Regions from separate parts of the Mus musculus genome. Here region 1 is linked to region 2. Evidence: chromatin contacts called from public HiChIP or PLAC-seq data. All regions are on one chromosome and are shown on one strand. The core of a region is the stretch at or near the end of the contact, and the rest is flanking DNA. Distances in the headings are between cores, read along the strand shown.

Region 1 (7,625 bases), core at 2,920-5,419, 360 kb after region 2:
TGAGCCACCATGTGGTTGCTGGGATTTGAACTCTGGACCTTCGGAAGAGCAGTCGGGTGCTCTTACCCACTGAGCCATCTCACCAGCCCCTTGACTTTTTTTTTTTTTTAAAGATTTATTTATTTATTGTTTATATGTAAGTACACTGTATCTGTCTTCAGACATACCAGAAGAGGGCATCAGATCTCATTACGGATGGTTGTGAGCCACCATGTGGTTGCTGGGATTTGAACTCAGGACCTTCGGAAGAACAATCAGTGCTCTTAACCACTGAGCCATCTCTCCAGCCCCTTCTTTTGTTTTATATATATATATATATATATATATATATATTTTTTTTTTTTTTTTTTTGAGACAGGGTTTCTCTGTGTAGTCCTGGCTGTCCTGGAACTCACTTTGTAGACCAGGCTGGCTTCGAACTCGGAAATCGGGATTAAAGGTGTGCGCCGCCATGCCCGGCTCTGTTTTATAATTTCTTTCCAAGCTGCTTCTTATGAGGATGACTTGGTTCTGGCCACAGGAACTCTGAGCCCCCTCTGCCTTCTCTTTTCGGGCACACCGGAACCGTGGTAGAGCCCTGCCCATAATCCCAGAGCAATTTTACCTTCTCTGAATGCCAATGACACAGGGTCCCCGAGTCTGCGCTTGCGCACACCATAGTGTTTATTTCTCATCACGGTTGACCATTTTCTATGCGCTCATACCTGCCTGAACCACTTTACCAGCTTTCACTCATCTACCCTCACCTCAGCCCTGGGTACGCAGCAGTCATTATCCCATTATTCAGATGAGAAAATTGAGGCCCAAAGAAGAGAGGCAATATGGCTCAGCTCTCTTAAATGACCTCCGATGTCCTGTCCAATGGCGACTGTGTCCGACTCACCTTTCTTCCTTTGTCCCCACCCACTCCACCCCTCCTCATTCACAGTCCTCCGGAATTTGACCCTCATGGCAGCCTTGGGCTTCGGCTTCCTGTCCTCGTCCTTTCGGAGACACAGCTGGAGCAGTGTGGCCTTCAACCTCTTCATGTTGGCCCTCGGGGTGCAGGGAACAATCTTGCTGGACCATTTCCTGGGCCAGGTCCTCCAATGGAACAAGATCAACAATCTGTCCAGGTAACTGAAAGGAGCTGGGTCACGTGGGTGCTTTGAATGCTGAGGGGGAAGGTTCATGACCTCTTGACCCCCCTCTCTCTGTCATACAAAATAGGATATACTGTTTCTACAAGATTTTCATTGCTTATACAAAAATCTAATTTAATTGGCCCTCCTGGGTATGGGTATGCCAACCCCGTGCTACCCGAGGGATCTGAAGCTATAGCTCACCCTGGGAGTCTCCCTAGTTTATTAATGATTTGGATCGTCATTGTGAACAATGGACAGAGGTTAGTAGGAAAAAGAAGAAAAGGAATAAACACACACAAAACAGAACAGGATACAGAAGTGTCACCCAGAGAGGTGCCCCCCTCTTTTTTAAATATATATATTTATTATATATAAGAAGACTGTAAGCCGGGCGTGGTGGTGCACCCCTTTAATCCCAGCACTCCGGAGGCAGAGGCAGGTGGATTTCTGAGTTTGAGACCAGCCTGGTCTACAAAGTGAGTTCCAAGACAGCCAGGGATACACAGAGAAACCTTCTCTTGAAAAAACAACAACAACCAAAAAGTAAATTTAAATTTGGACTGGAGAGATGTCAGTGGTTAAGAGCACTGACTGCTCTTCTGAAGGTCCTGAAGGTCCTGTGTTCAAATCCACACAACCACATGGTGGCTCACAACCATCCATAAGGAGATCTGATGCCCTCTTCTGGTGCGTCTGAAGACAACTACAGTGTACTTAGAGCCAGAGCGAGTGGGGCCCACTGGAGCTAGCAGAGGTCCTGAATTCAAAATTCCCAGCAACTACATGATGCCTCACAACTATCAGTACAGTTACAGTGTACTCATATACATAAAATAAATAAATCTTTAAAAAATTCTTGCAAAAAAAGTACACTGTAGCTGTTTTCAAAACAGAAGAGGGCATCAGATCTCGTTGCAGATGGTTGTGAGCCACCATGTGGTTGCTGAGATTTGAACTCAGGACCTTCAGAAGAGCAGTCAGTGGTCTTAATTGCTGAGCCATCTCACCAGCCCTAGAGAGGCGCTATCTTTAAAGACAAAAAACAGTGGCTGGTTATTGGTTATGCATGCCTTTAATCCCAGCACTCAGGAGCCCTAGGTAGGTGGATCTCTGTGAGTTTGAGGCCAACCTGGTCTACAGATCGAGTTCCAGGACAGCTGGGGCCACACAGAGAAACCCAGTCTTGGAAAATTTTTTTTTTTTTTTTAAAGATTTATTTATTACCTGTAAGTACACTGTAGCTGTCTTCAGACACACCAGAGGAGGGTGCCAGATCTCGTTACAGATGGTTGTGAGCCACCATGTGGTTGCTGGGATTTGAACTCTGGACCTTCGGAAGAGCAGTCGGGTGCTCTTACCCACTGAGCCATCTCACCAGCCCCCGGAAAATTTTTTAAAAAAAATTATATATATAATTAGATTACATTAAAATAATGATAACGGACATCTCACCCCTGAGAGCAGAGAACACAGCTGTTACTTGATCCTGGAGGCTGGGTTCCTCAGCAGTTGGCACAGGATGCCGACCACGTGGTACTTGCTCAGACCTGGGGGCTTACTGGTCCTTCGTGCATGGTGGATGCTGCTTCTAAATATCAGCAAATGACTTAGCAGAAGCAGTGTGGATCAACTGGGCAGCGAGAGGGAAGGCCTGGTGGGCGGGGCCTGGAAGAAAATGCCCCATGGACATACACACAGGCCTATCTGATGGAGACAGTTCCTCAGTTGAGGGTCTCCTCTCACAAGAGATCCTCCTGCCTCAGCCTTCTGAGTGTGGAGATTACAAGTATGCTGTTACTTTTATGTGGTAGTGGGGGGTCAGAAGACTCCCTAGAAAGTCCAGGCGGTGATCAACTTCCTTGTTGTGTCTGATGTGTGTTCAAGAATTCTGCTCTTACCGGAACTCCCCAGGTGTTGTCTCTATCCTAGACAGGAAGTCATCCAAGGTCCCGATATTGCTCAGTCAGCCTTTTAAAATCCCCCCCCCCCCCTTATTTTTTCAAGACAGAGTTTCATTTGTTGTGTAGCCCTGGCTGTTCTGGAACTCACTCTGTAGAGCAGGCTGGCTTCGAACTCACAGACATCCTCCTACCTCTGCCTCTGGAGTGCTGGGATTAAAACACATGCCACCACTGCCCGGCTGAATCAGGCTTTTTAACCACCCCATGTCAGGGTCTTCCCACACTGCCCACTGCCCAGTGATTTCTGTACTGAGCTTGTCAGAGCAGTAAGCACTCACTCATCAAGAATAGCCTGTCTGGTCGCAGTGACCACCGAGATTCCCCACATACTGAGTCACTCCTGGTCCACACAGGACCTCTTCCCCATGTCCTTCTCTTACCTTCCCCTCACACCTTTGAGCCTCATGAACAACAGTGATTGCTAGGAAGGCTGTGTGCAGATGAGTGGACTCTGGCTTTAGATCTGGCTTCAGATCTGGGACCTGAATCTCATGTTTGTTATCAGTAGGTACTAGCCATCCTTCCGACTCCCTAGCCTCTTGTACACTACAGAGAACGTAGTGCCGACCTAGCAATCCCTGCTGATGGAGGGCTGACCTTTAACCTTGGACATCTCCGCAGCCTCTAAACAGCATCCGGATGCCAGCTTCATTAAATTCCTAGGCTTCAGAGAAAAGCTCAGTGCCACCTCCCCCTGGAGGCCCTCCCTGATAAGCCCAGTTGGCACAGCTGTCTCAGGAAGCCCCGTGTCTCCCAAGCCAACCAAAATCACTTTGAAAACAAAACAAAACAAAATAACAACAACAATGTTTTTCTCTACCCGAATCCCAACACCAAACCTGCACACTTGTCCAGGAGAGGAAGGATTTGACAGTCTTCATAATGCCTGCCCCAATTTACGAGTTTCCTCTTCAAGTGCTTGCCATTGCTAATCATTTTTGTATTATATATGCATATACAATGTCTTCCTTCTAACCCCTGGCCCAGCTCCGGGGAAACCAATAGGTCATTCTTATTTTACTGGCGGATGCTCCGTAAGATTAATGAGCCGCTTGGGTGGTGGGCCAGCAGGTACACGGGCGCCCTCTACTGAGCATCTGAGTGGCCACGGCAGAAAGGAAGTGTGAGGTGGCAGTGAAATTCAGGCAGCTGTGTCCCTGAGGAAGAAAAAGCCACTTTGAGTCGCAGTGACTTGTAGGAGAGGCTCTGAGACTCCCAGCATCACTGTATCGTGTCTTTGTGCAAAGAAAACTCAGACCACAGGTGCCGCCCTGATGGAGCACAGGACAGCCCCACTCTGCCTCTGTAGCGTTCCTGTGGGCGGGGCCTGAAGAGAGAGAACTCTTCTTCGTCCTCTCATCCTCTCTCTCCCTCTCTCTCCCTCCCCTTCCTACTTGCCTCCTAATCCCGCTTTTCAGCATCCAGATAGCTACCATGAGCACCTTACCTGTGCTGATCTCAGCGGGCGCTGTCCTGGGGAAGGTCAACCTGGTGCAGCTGACCGTGATGGTGCTGATGGAGGCAATGGCCTTTGGTGCCATCAGATTTGCCGACGAGAAGGTCTTCAAAGTGAGTTCCCTGGGCTGTGAGGGGGGACCTTGTGAGGGGGATCTTGGAGAAGGTGGGGAGGTAGGACGCTACCCCAACTGGAACTGCAAGTGGTTAGGCTCCACTGAGGGTTAAACACAGCAAGCGAGGGCCTGGAGCTTCACAAGGTGTTTGTTTGTTTGTTTGTTTGTTTGTTTTATGTATCAGAGTGCTCTATCTGCATTACACCTGCCCGCCAGAAGAGGGCGTCCGATCCTGTGATAGATGGTTGTGAACCACCATGTGGTCCTGACTTTGGGAGAGCACCCAGTGCTCTTAACCACTGAGCCATTTCTCCAGCCTCTTCCTAAGGTTATTAAGGGATGCGTTAAGATGAATTCCCAGAATGCAGTAGTCAGGGTTCTCTAAAGAAAGAACTGATAGAATATGTATAATATTTCAGAGTGACTAACAGGCTAGCCCAGCTAGCCCAACAATCACTAACTCCCAATGGAAATCCCAAGAATCCCGTAGTTGTTCAGTCCGCGAGGCAGGGTGTCTCAGCTGGCCGTCAGTAGACACTGGAATCCTAAAGGAACCGGTCCTAGCACCCGTGAAGGACTAAACTTGCCAGTGAGAGTGAGGGCCAGCAGGCAAAGAGCAAGCGCTTTTTCCTTCCATGTCTAAGATCTCTTGGGTTTCAGTTCATTCTAGATATAGTCGACAACCAAGCATAGCCACCACACGCAGCTGGCACACCACTCACACCTCGATGGCAGTGGTCCAGCGAGTTACAAGTTGAGTGTCTCATTTTATGCTGACGGAGTCGTTGTTGTTGTTTTATTGAGACAGGATCTCACTCTGTAGCCCTGGCCAGCCTGGAACTTGCTATGTAGACCAGGCTGGCCTCAAACTCACAGAGATATACTTATCCCTGCCTCAAGAGTGCTGGGGTTATGGGGGCTGGAGAGATGGCTCAGTGGTTAAGAGCACCGACTGCTCTTCTAAAGGTCTCCTGAGTTCAAATCCCAGCAACCACATGGTGGCTCACAACCATCTGTAATGAGATCTGACACCCTCTTCTGGTGTGTCTGAAGACAGCTGTAGTGTACTCATATACATAAAATAAATAAATAAATCTTTAAAAATTAAAAAAAAAAAAAGAGTGCTGGGGTTAGCTGGGCGTGGTGGCACACGCCTTTAATCCTAGCACTCAGGAGGCAGAGGCAGGCGGATTTCTGAGTTTGAGGCCAATCTGAACTACAGCGTGAGTTCCAGGACAGCCAAGGCTATACAGAGAAACCCTGTCTCAAAAATTAAAAAAAAAAAAAAAAAAAAAGAGTGCTGGGGTTAAAAGTGTGCACTGCCACACTCACCGCTAGTGTCTCCTTTTAAAGCAATCTTTAAAGCCATCTCAAGGTTAGCATAACGTCTTTCTGAGAGGGGCTGTTGTGAGTCTAGGTTTGAAGCCAGCCCATAAGGGTGCCAGTCCAATGGCTTTCCCAGTCCTTCTGTCTGAACCCTGACCCTGCCGTGACCCCGAGGGATGAGATGGTCAGTCTTCTTACCTCATAGATGAGAAAGCCAATGCTCAGAGAGGGGAAGGAACTATGCCAAATCACACAGCATCATAGCAGCAGGGAGTCTCAGCCTCTGTTAGGAGTAAAAGCGCCGGAGTTGATGTCAGAGCCCGAGGTGCACCCCAGCTCTGCCCCCAGCAGAGTCCCCAGGATTAACTTCTTAGTGCCTCAGCCTCTTCATTTGCCTCTGGAGGGTGACTCCACTGCCTCAATGGTCTGGGGAGTGCGTGTATTAATCCACTGACGTGAGATGGCTCTGTGGGAAAGAGCGAGGTTGCTCAAGCATGAGGGTCTGAGTTCAAATTCCCAGCACTCTTGCAGAATCTAGGTGCAGTTGAGGATGTGCCCATAAGCCCAGCACTGGGGGTCGGGGAGACAGACAGACTGCTGTGGTGTGCTGCTGCTATCCTGGCTCCAGGCTCAGTGAGAGACCCTGTCTCAAGGAAAGAAGGTGGACTGAGCAGGACATGTGATGGCCTGTTTGCATTAACCTGAAAACACACACACACATCACACATCAAACATCACACACCACACATCAAAAGAGAGAGCGTCTTAGTGGTGGTTTCATTGTTGTGATAAACACCGTGAGCAAAGCAACTTTGGGGAGGGAGGGGCTTGTTTCAGTTTTGAGACTGCGGTCTATCATGAAAGCAAATTAGGGTAGGAACTCAAGGCAGGAACTAAGGCAGAACCCTTGGTGACCTGATGCTTGCTGGCTTGTTTGGCTTACTTTCTCATATAACCTCGCATAGGGATAGTGACACCCACATCAATTCATAGCAGCTATGTCCCCCTAGTCACACCTCAAGCCCTACGCCCATCCCCGCCGTGGCTTCTTTATACTTTCTTGGTCTGTATACCACAATCCTTGCCCATAATTCACAGACATAAATATGGCAAAGGCATGTATGCTAAGCAAGCATTCAATGGAATGAGCTATATAGCTTATATAGCTCCATTTTAGGTGTATATGACAGGGTCTCACTTTTGTAGTCCAGGCTGGCCCCGAAATCGCAGCATCCTCTTACTCCAGCCTTCTATGAGCTGGAAGTGCAGGCGTGTCCTCTTTCTGGTCCTTACTTGGGCTTGCAACTTTATGCGTGAGCGAGGCTCTTAGCATCGCCCGCCCATTTGAGAAGAACTTCCTGGGAGTACCTGTTAGATCCCAGTCCTTCTCAAGACCCTGGAAAAATACAGCCTCAAGGAACTTCTGCTGCGAAAGAAACAGTTACCAGTAAAAAGTGAAATGGGCAAAAGATGTGTCGTGTTAGTGATAAATTCTATAATGAAAAGTAAGCCATAGGACCAGAGAGATGGCTCAGAGGTGAAGAGCACTGGCTGCTCTTCCAGAGGTCCTGAGTTCAATTCCCAGCAACCACATGGTGGCTCACAACCAGCAGTCTTGGGATCCAATGCCATCTTCTGGTGTG
Region 2 (7,292 bases), core at 482-2,981:
GAGAGTATCTCTCTACACAGCTCTGGCTGTCCTGGAACTCACAATGTAGAACAGGTTGACCTTGAACTCACTTGTCTGTTCTTCCTGAGTGCTGAGATTAAAGGCATGTACCACTATGTACAGCATTTATTAAGGTTTTTATTTTATAATTTTTTAATTTTGAAGCAGTGTCTCCCTATAGCCTTGGGTGTCCTGGAACTCATTGTGTAGATCAGGCTGGCCTCTCCCAAGTATTTGAATTCAGAGTGTATGCCACCTAAGGGCAAGATCTATTTCTAGTTCTGTACGGGTGTGCGGGTCTGTGTTGAAGTTTGTGTACGTTGATGCAGGTGCCTTGAGGCCAGAGATCCTCTGGAGTGGCGTCAGAGGCAATTGTGAAGTGCTCCGGTTCTCTGGACTACAAGTGCTCTTGACTGCTGAGTCATCTCTGTAGCCCTTATTAAGACAGGGTCTCAGCCAGGCAGTGGTGGTGCAGGCCTTTAATCCCAGCCCTTAGGAGTCAGAGGCAGGCAAATCTCTGAGTTCGAGGCCAGCCTGGTCGACAGAATGAGTTCCAGGACAGTCAGAGCTACACAGAGAAACCCTGTCTTGAACTTCCCTCCTCCCCCCAAAAAGCCAGAGCCTTGTGCATTGCAGGTTGTCCTTGAGCTCCCATGTAGGCCAGGATGAGCTGAGCTTCTGATTTTCCATCTCTGTCTTCTGGGGCTGGATTTTAGGCATGGCCATTCTGCCCAATGTTATAATGTGCTAGAGCTCAAAATCAGAGCTTTGTGAATGCCAGATAAGCACTCCACCAACTGAAGTACATCCCCAGCCCTGAAGTTTTACCTTATAAAGAACAATAATAGAAACTAATAACAATATACCGTGTAGAAACCCACTGCAGTAGTCAGTGACAGATTACAGCTTACCTTGTGTATTTCTGTAGTTTCCACTAATGCCTTAGACTAGAGCTGCCGTAGAAAACTGAAACAGAGCATTGTTAAAGGGAGTTCTCTCACTCTTGGGGTTATGGCTACGCACCTTCCACAGAAGCCCCCCACGTTCTATGACTGTTTGAAAAGACTATTTCACTTATGTAACTTTCAAGTTTTATCTTTTTTTTTGAAGATCTATTTATTTATTTTACGTATATGAGTACACTGTAGCTGTCTTCAGACACACCAGCATATAGAGAGCATTAGATCCCCATTACAGATGGTTGTGAGCCACCATGTGGTTGCTGGGAATTGAACTCAGGACCTCTGGAAGAGCAGTCAGTGCCCTTAACCGATGAGCCATCTTTCCAGCCCCAAGTTTTATCTTTTAACTATGCTTCCTGTATTAAAAAAAAAAACACAAAACATTGAAAAACCTGCCACTGCGCCCTTGCCCCAGTACTGGGGATTGAATCTAGGGCCTGGCACGTGCCAGGCAATCCTGCTACCACTACTCTCTCTGACTTTTAAATCATTTTTACTTCATATGCAGATATGCACATCTGTGTGTGTGTGCTGGCATCCTTGGGAGCCCCTAGGAAATATATTTTCCTACACATTAGGGAGGTGACACAAATTTAAGGTGATATGTTTGCCACCTTCATTGTGTTACATTTAAATGTCATTATAATTAAAGAAAGGGCGTGATCAGGAACATCCCAGAAACCCTGGCTGAGTCATCGCTGGTTTCTAGGCCAGTGAGGTGGAGCACTGACTGCTGTCCTGATCCTCCGCAGCTCTGTTAGCATTCATGCCGTCAGCACATTCTCTGCTGGGCTTGCTGCTATATTTAGAATTCTTTCCTCCATTCTTCCCTCTCCATCCTGTCAGTTTGTCCTTGGGTTGAACAGAAGGCCTCCCTGTATCTAAGCCTCTTGGAGGGCATTCAGGTCCTCTACCACCTCCGTGTCCTCGGCTCTGCCTCCCCTCTCCCCAACTAAGGTCTCCCCCGCATTGGGCTTATGAGAGTGCCTCAATGCCTAGTCTAGAGTCGCATTTCTTACCGTGTCTCTCCCAGGGCCAGGATAACCCTTGGCTTAGTTGAATTGTCTCTGTCTCCTCATAATGGCCAGAAGCTCCTTCAGTCTCACGGGCACTGATTGGACAGGCATTGGCTCTTTCGCTGCTCGACCTCGCTCTGCTCCAGCCACACCGACCCTGCTGCTCCTGGGTCCCTTGGCCTGGTGCTTTAGCACTTGTCTGCTCCTGAGTGGGTGGAGTAGAGCCACGCGCACCATTCTGCGCTTGTTCGGATCCCAGTTTTATCAGTGAGTTCTTCCTTAGCCTCTGTCCCTGCCCCACGCGCTCGTCGCCATCTCTCCCTTGCTTCATCTTTCACTGTAGCATGGTCCGTCCAGCATGCAATATGCTCTGTATTTAACCTGTCTATTTTGTTGTTCATTAGCGTGAAAGGCCAGCAGGAGTCTTTAGCAGTTGTACTCAGTAAATAGTTATCTGCCGAGTGAACAACCGGCCAGCCTTGCTGATCAGGTACATCCTGTTGCAGCGCCTTACTCTTCCTCTCTGAGGGATGAGTGGGAGGACTTTGAGCTTTTTTGGGTAAAAATAGGCTGGAGATCTCCAGGAAAGTGGCTGCTGACGTGTTTAGCACTCTCCTTGCTGTTACTACCTCCTTTCTTTCTAAGAGAGAGGGAAAGCTTAGTTCACTAGGTGGAAAGGCTTAACAGCAGTGGCGAACGAAGATAACCGCACTCGAGGGATGCACACCTGTAGCCTGGCAAAGACTGTTGTCCATTCTTATGCTTTGTGACCTCCTGGCATCCATTTTAGTCAGAAGTTACATTTTCTAATGCCAGAAGTGGAGGCCATTGACTATATAAGTTTCCAATTTTGTACCCTAATCTAGAACCCCACAGCTCCTCAGTGTGGTCAATCCAATTACCTGCTTTATACAGCTGTTTGCTGGTGCCCACGTCCTGTGGGACAGCTAGATGCAGCCTGGCTGGCTGGCTTTGCTTATCTTCCTACCTGACATTGACTGGGTCCTAACTCTGTGATCTCCTAGAACTCAGATCTGCTTGCCTTAACCCACCAGTTGAAACTCTCCAAGGAAAACTTGTTTGGATAATGTCCTGGACTCATGGAACCGGGGTTGGCCCAGTGTTTTCGTCTCTGTTTTCTTGCCTTGGGCTTATAATCATGCCCCCCCCCCCAACCAGCAAAGAACCCCTCCCCCCCCCAATGCAGACTGACCTCTAGCTCGCTGAGCATTTTGTTTGTTTGCATTTCAGTAGCTTGCATATATAGATACTCAAATATCATTCACAATATTTCACACATTTAACATGTGTTCCCATCAAATTGAAAGACCATATGCCAGCGTGGGCCTCTTACAATGTGTTGGGTAGGTTCCAAGAGTGAGTGTTTCTAGGGAGCAAGGCAGAAGTCCTTTGCATTCTAGTTTGGGGATCCAGATTATGGGTCAAGATAGTAACAGGATTTCTCCCAAACTCAAAGTCAAGGTGAAGCAATAAGGACTTCTCTCTTACGGAAAGAGTTGGTAGAGTGAGTGCCGGACAGCAAGGGCTACAAAGAGAGACCCTGTCTAGAAAAAATGAAGAAACAAAAAGAAAAGAAAAACAAACAAACAAAAAAAGTCCTACAGGGGGCTGGTGAGATGGCTCAGTGGGTAGGAGCATCCGACTGCTCTTCCAAAGGTCAGGAGTTCAAATCCCAGCAACCACATGGTGGCTCACAACCATCTGTAACAAGATCTGACTCCCTCTTCTGGAGTGTCTGAAGACAGCTACAGTGTACTTACGTATAATAAATAAATAAATCTTTAAAAAAAAAAAAAACAGTCCTACAGTGACTTAGTTGATAGACTGCAGTGCTCATCTTGGGTGCATACTGACCTGGAAAGTACTTCCAGTAGCAGGCTAGGGAAGCCTGCCATGGTCTCCTCTCTGCCCCCAGTTCTTAACTGCCTGCTGTTCATGGTATTTTGGGTTTTCATGGGGTCAGCTATTTCTGTTTTTTAATTTTAACTTTTAGGTGTATAAATGTTTGCTAGCCTGTATGTCTGTGTACCACATGTATGCCTGGTGCTGGTGGATCCCCTGGAACTGGGGCAACAGATGGTAGTGACTGCCATGTGTGTGCAGGTCCTCTGGAAGAACAGCTAGTGCTCTTACCAACTGGGCTATCTCCCCAGTGCACTGCTCCTGTGTTTAAATGTTTGGTTTGTATGTAGCCAGGGTTGGCCTAGAACTTACTATGTAGACCAGTCTGACCTTGAATTTGGAGAGAGTCACCTGCTTCTGCCTTTCCAGTGCTGGGGTTAGAAATGTGTGCCACTATACCTGGCAAAAAATCTGCTTTTAAATGTATAATCTTGTTTTAACCATTTGAGGTACAATAGGGTTTCCATATGTACAACTGAAGTCAACTCCTGCCTAGAACTAATGATTTGGAGTCTAGTGTGTACATGTAGGCTAAGCACTTGGGAGGTGGAGGCTGGAGGGCCACAAATTCAAGGTCAGCTGGGTCTACATAGTGAAACCTATCAACAGTCTATAACTCCAGTTCCAGGAGATCTGGTGCCCTCTTCTAGCCTCTGAGGACGGACACCACACGTGCACTCAGTCCACAGACACACATGTAGGCAAACACTCATGAAATAGTAACAAATCTTAGGGGAAAGCTGGCACATGCAGCGGGAGGGAGAAAGGAATTTTATTCCCAGCTGGTTCCGAGGGGAGCCTTGTGCGCCACTGTGACATCATCGGGGACCTTTCTCTAAAAGTGAAAAAGAGAGCAAGCACGTGGCCTGGCCTCCTACGCCTGGACATAGACCCGAAGGACTCATGGCCTACTGCAGAGATGCTGGACATAGACCCGAAGGACTCATGGCCTACTGCAGAGATGCTGGACATAGACCCGAAGGACTCATGGCCTACTGCAGAGATGCTGGACATAGACCCGAAGGACTCATGGCCTACTGCAGAGATGCTGGACATAGACCCGAAGGACTCATGGCCTACTGCAGAGATGCTGGACATAGACCCGAAGGACTCATGGCCTACTGCAGAGATGCTGGACATAGACCCGAAGGACTCATGGCCTACTGCAGAGATGCTGGCTTGCCCATTGTTTACTGCCACTCTATCCCAACACCAAGGATATGGAATCAACCCAGATGCCCATCCAGATGAACTGAATGGATAATGAAAGCATATATATACACATCATATTCAACCTTAAAGAAAATGAAATGATGCAGTTTGCAAGAAAATGGCTGGTATTTGGCTCACAGTTTGAGGGGATAGTCCATGTGGTGGTGAAGTCCTGGCCGTAGCAGTGGGGGACAGTTGTTCACATTGTGTCTGCAGTTAGTGAGCAGAGACTGAGGGCTGGTCGCTCAGCTGGCCTTCTCCTTTCTGCATGGTGCTGCTTACTCTAAGAGTGCGTCTTCCCACCTTGGTTGAGACAGTCCTGAACAGGCAAGGCCAGACGCTAACTTCATCTATAATAATTTCATTTACAATGGGCTGCTTCGGTTTTTCCTTTACTATTTTTAACCCTTCCGTTTGCGTCTCTTACTGTTCCAGCTGAGACTGCTGCACTGGTTAGGAGCAGAGAAAGTAGACACCTTGACTTGTTCCTGGGTTTAGTGGAAATTTTTCTTAAGTAACATATGTTGCCTTTATGTTTGTTTCTTCTGTTCTGGGTTTCTTTGGGACTTTGACCATAAAGGGATGTTTGAATGATTTGAACTCATCCCATGTGGTTCTGCGGCCATGTTCTTAACCATTAAGTGCATAGTTGAAAATTATCCAAAATGTATTGATTGCTAGTGCAGAATCAACTATTTCTAAATCTAAAGGAGAGGGCCTCATCTTTGCATTCTTTGATTAATACTCTTTGGTCAGCCTTACTGATAACTCTTGAATATTGGAAAGACTGCACTGAAGTAAAGATCCTCTCAATGGCAGGAAGCAGAGGGAGATGGTGTCCAGTATAAACCAGCTGCCTAGAGAGTGGGATGAGCTGGGCCACAGGGTGGGACCAGTATGCTTCCAAGAATCACTGCTGTTACAGTAACAGGTTCCATTCTTTTTCTCCCTCAGACACATTTAATCAAACTAGGCACCAAAATGCTGCCATTGCTTCCTGGAGAGAGGAAACCTAATGATCCTTTTACCCAAAGAAGAGGCACTAGACAGACCAGCATTGCATCTTTTGTCACGCTACAATCAGGTATGGTACCCACCTGGCAACACGTCAGTATCTGAGGAGCAGAACAAGTGTGTTCACGTCTCCATCATGGGATGGGGCCTTTATGAGCTGTACATCGTGCTCTGGAGAAGCTAGATATTATACATACTTTTATATGCGTGTTTGCTGGTTCTGTTCTCCTCCATCTAATTTGAAATATTTTTATTCACCGAAAGAGCAGTGAGTAAGGGCATACGTGAGAGCTGCCTCAGAGCAGGCTGGAGCACACAGAGCCAGTTGGAGGAGCACTGGGAATGAGTGCTCCCACGCCCGGTGCCACTCAGGATAGCTGTGTGAACTTAATGTGCACCGTTCTCCTCCAAACAAAAGATAAACACTTCTGTCTCTTATTACCAGGGAAGTAACCCCTCTCCACTCCCCCCAAAAAACACTCCCCATTTTCAAAATCTGGTGTATTTTATATTCTCTATGTTGAATTCTTTTTTTTTGAGGGGGGGGGGTTTCAAGACAGGATTTCTCTGTGTAGCCCTGGCTGTCCTGGAACTCACTTTGTAGACCAGGCTGGCCTCGAACTCAGAAATCCGCCTGCCTCTGCCGAGTGCTGGGTTTAAAGGCGTGCGCCACCACGCCCAGTGAAGATTCTCACAGAATAGTTTCTGCAGTGTACCTTATTAGAGAAGTAAAAAAAGAAATCCAACATTCTGCTTTCTAAAATGGTATCTTTATATAATTTGAGTGGACTAGGAATCCTGTTTCATTCCTCTTTAAGGGAGAACGGGATCCATCCCACACTTACTGAAATGGGTAGGCTAGACAGACACCAGTTTGTTTTCAGTTTCTAACTGGTTGATTTAGCATCCTACTATCTTCATTGGCTTTCCCATGAAATGTCTGAGGAGGGCGGGGCTGGGTAGGGGAGGGTTTAGGTAGAAATGACATTTATTTTTATAATTACCAGAAAATTTTAGAATTTGATAGCTATTATGAGATTTTTTTTTTTTATGATCTTAAAAAACAAATGTCTAGGAATATTTCCTTAAGTATTACCTGAGTATGTGGTTGGCTGAGGTAGGATCATTGTTTAGAGAAGCCATAGTAAATAAAACAAAAGCGAAA

Evidence for each region. HiChIP or PLAC-seq counts read pairs in DNA pulled down with a chosen protein or histone mark.
Region 1: a contact with region 2 is called in an H3K4me3 HiChIP or PLAC-seq map of bone marrow-derived macrophages, with 4 times the contacts expected there. The contact joins two enhancer-like sites. A contact is called at or near these places in 1 of 484 Hi-C or Micro-C datasets (nephron progenitors), 5 of 115 datasets of contacts at active chromatin or transcription factors (bone marrow-derived macrophages, cardiomyocytes, embryonic basal ganglia and 2 more) and 1 of 9 other capture datasets (pancreatic islet).

The regions. Positions count from the first base shown.
Region 1 is chr4:134,875,387-134,883,011 of GRCm38.p6, forward strand. Rhd (Rh blood group, D antigen) reads left to right here. Exons shown (of 10, transcript NM_011270.3): 2 at 929-1,115; 3 at 4,504-4,654. Among named protein-coding and RNA genes, the nearest start is that of Rhd, 15 kb to the left of the region's middle. Within about 2 kb of position 4,170, at least 43 of the 459 cell types and tissues checked have an H3K27ac peak or open chromatin away from gene starts, as enhancers often do. A contact at or near this core is called in bone marrow-derived macrophages and pancreatic islet, where this site is marked.
Region 2 is chr4:134,515,405-134,522,696 of GRCm38.p6, forward strand. It overlaps Aunip (aurora kinase A and ninein interacting protein), which reads left to right. Exons shown (of 3, transcript NM_001081099.1): 2 at 6,068-6,197. Among named protein-coding and RNA genes, the nearest start is that of Aunip, 8.1 kb to the left of the region's middle. Within about 2 kb of position 1,732, at least 94 of the 459 cell types and tissues checked have an H3K27ac peak or open chromatin away from gene starts, as enhancers often do. A contact at or near this core is called in bone marrow-derived macrophages and pancreatic islet, where this site is marked.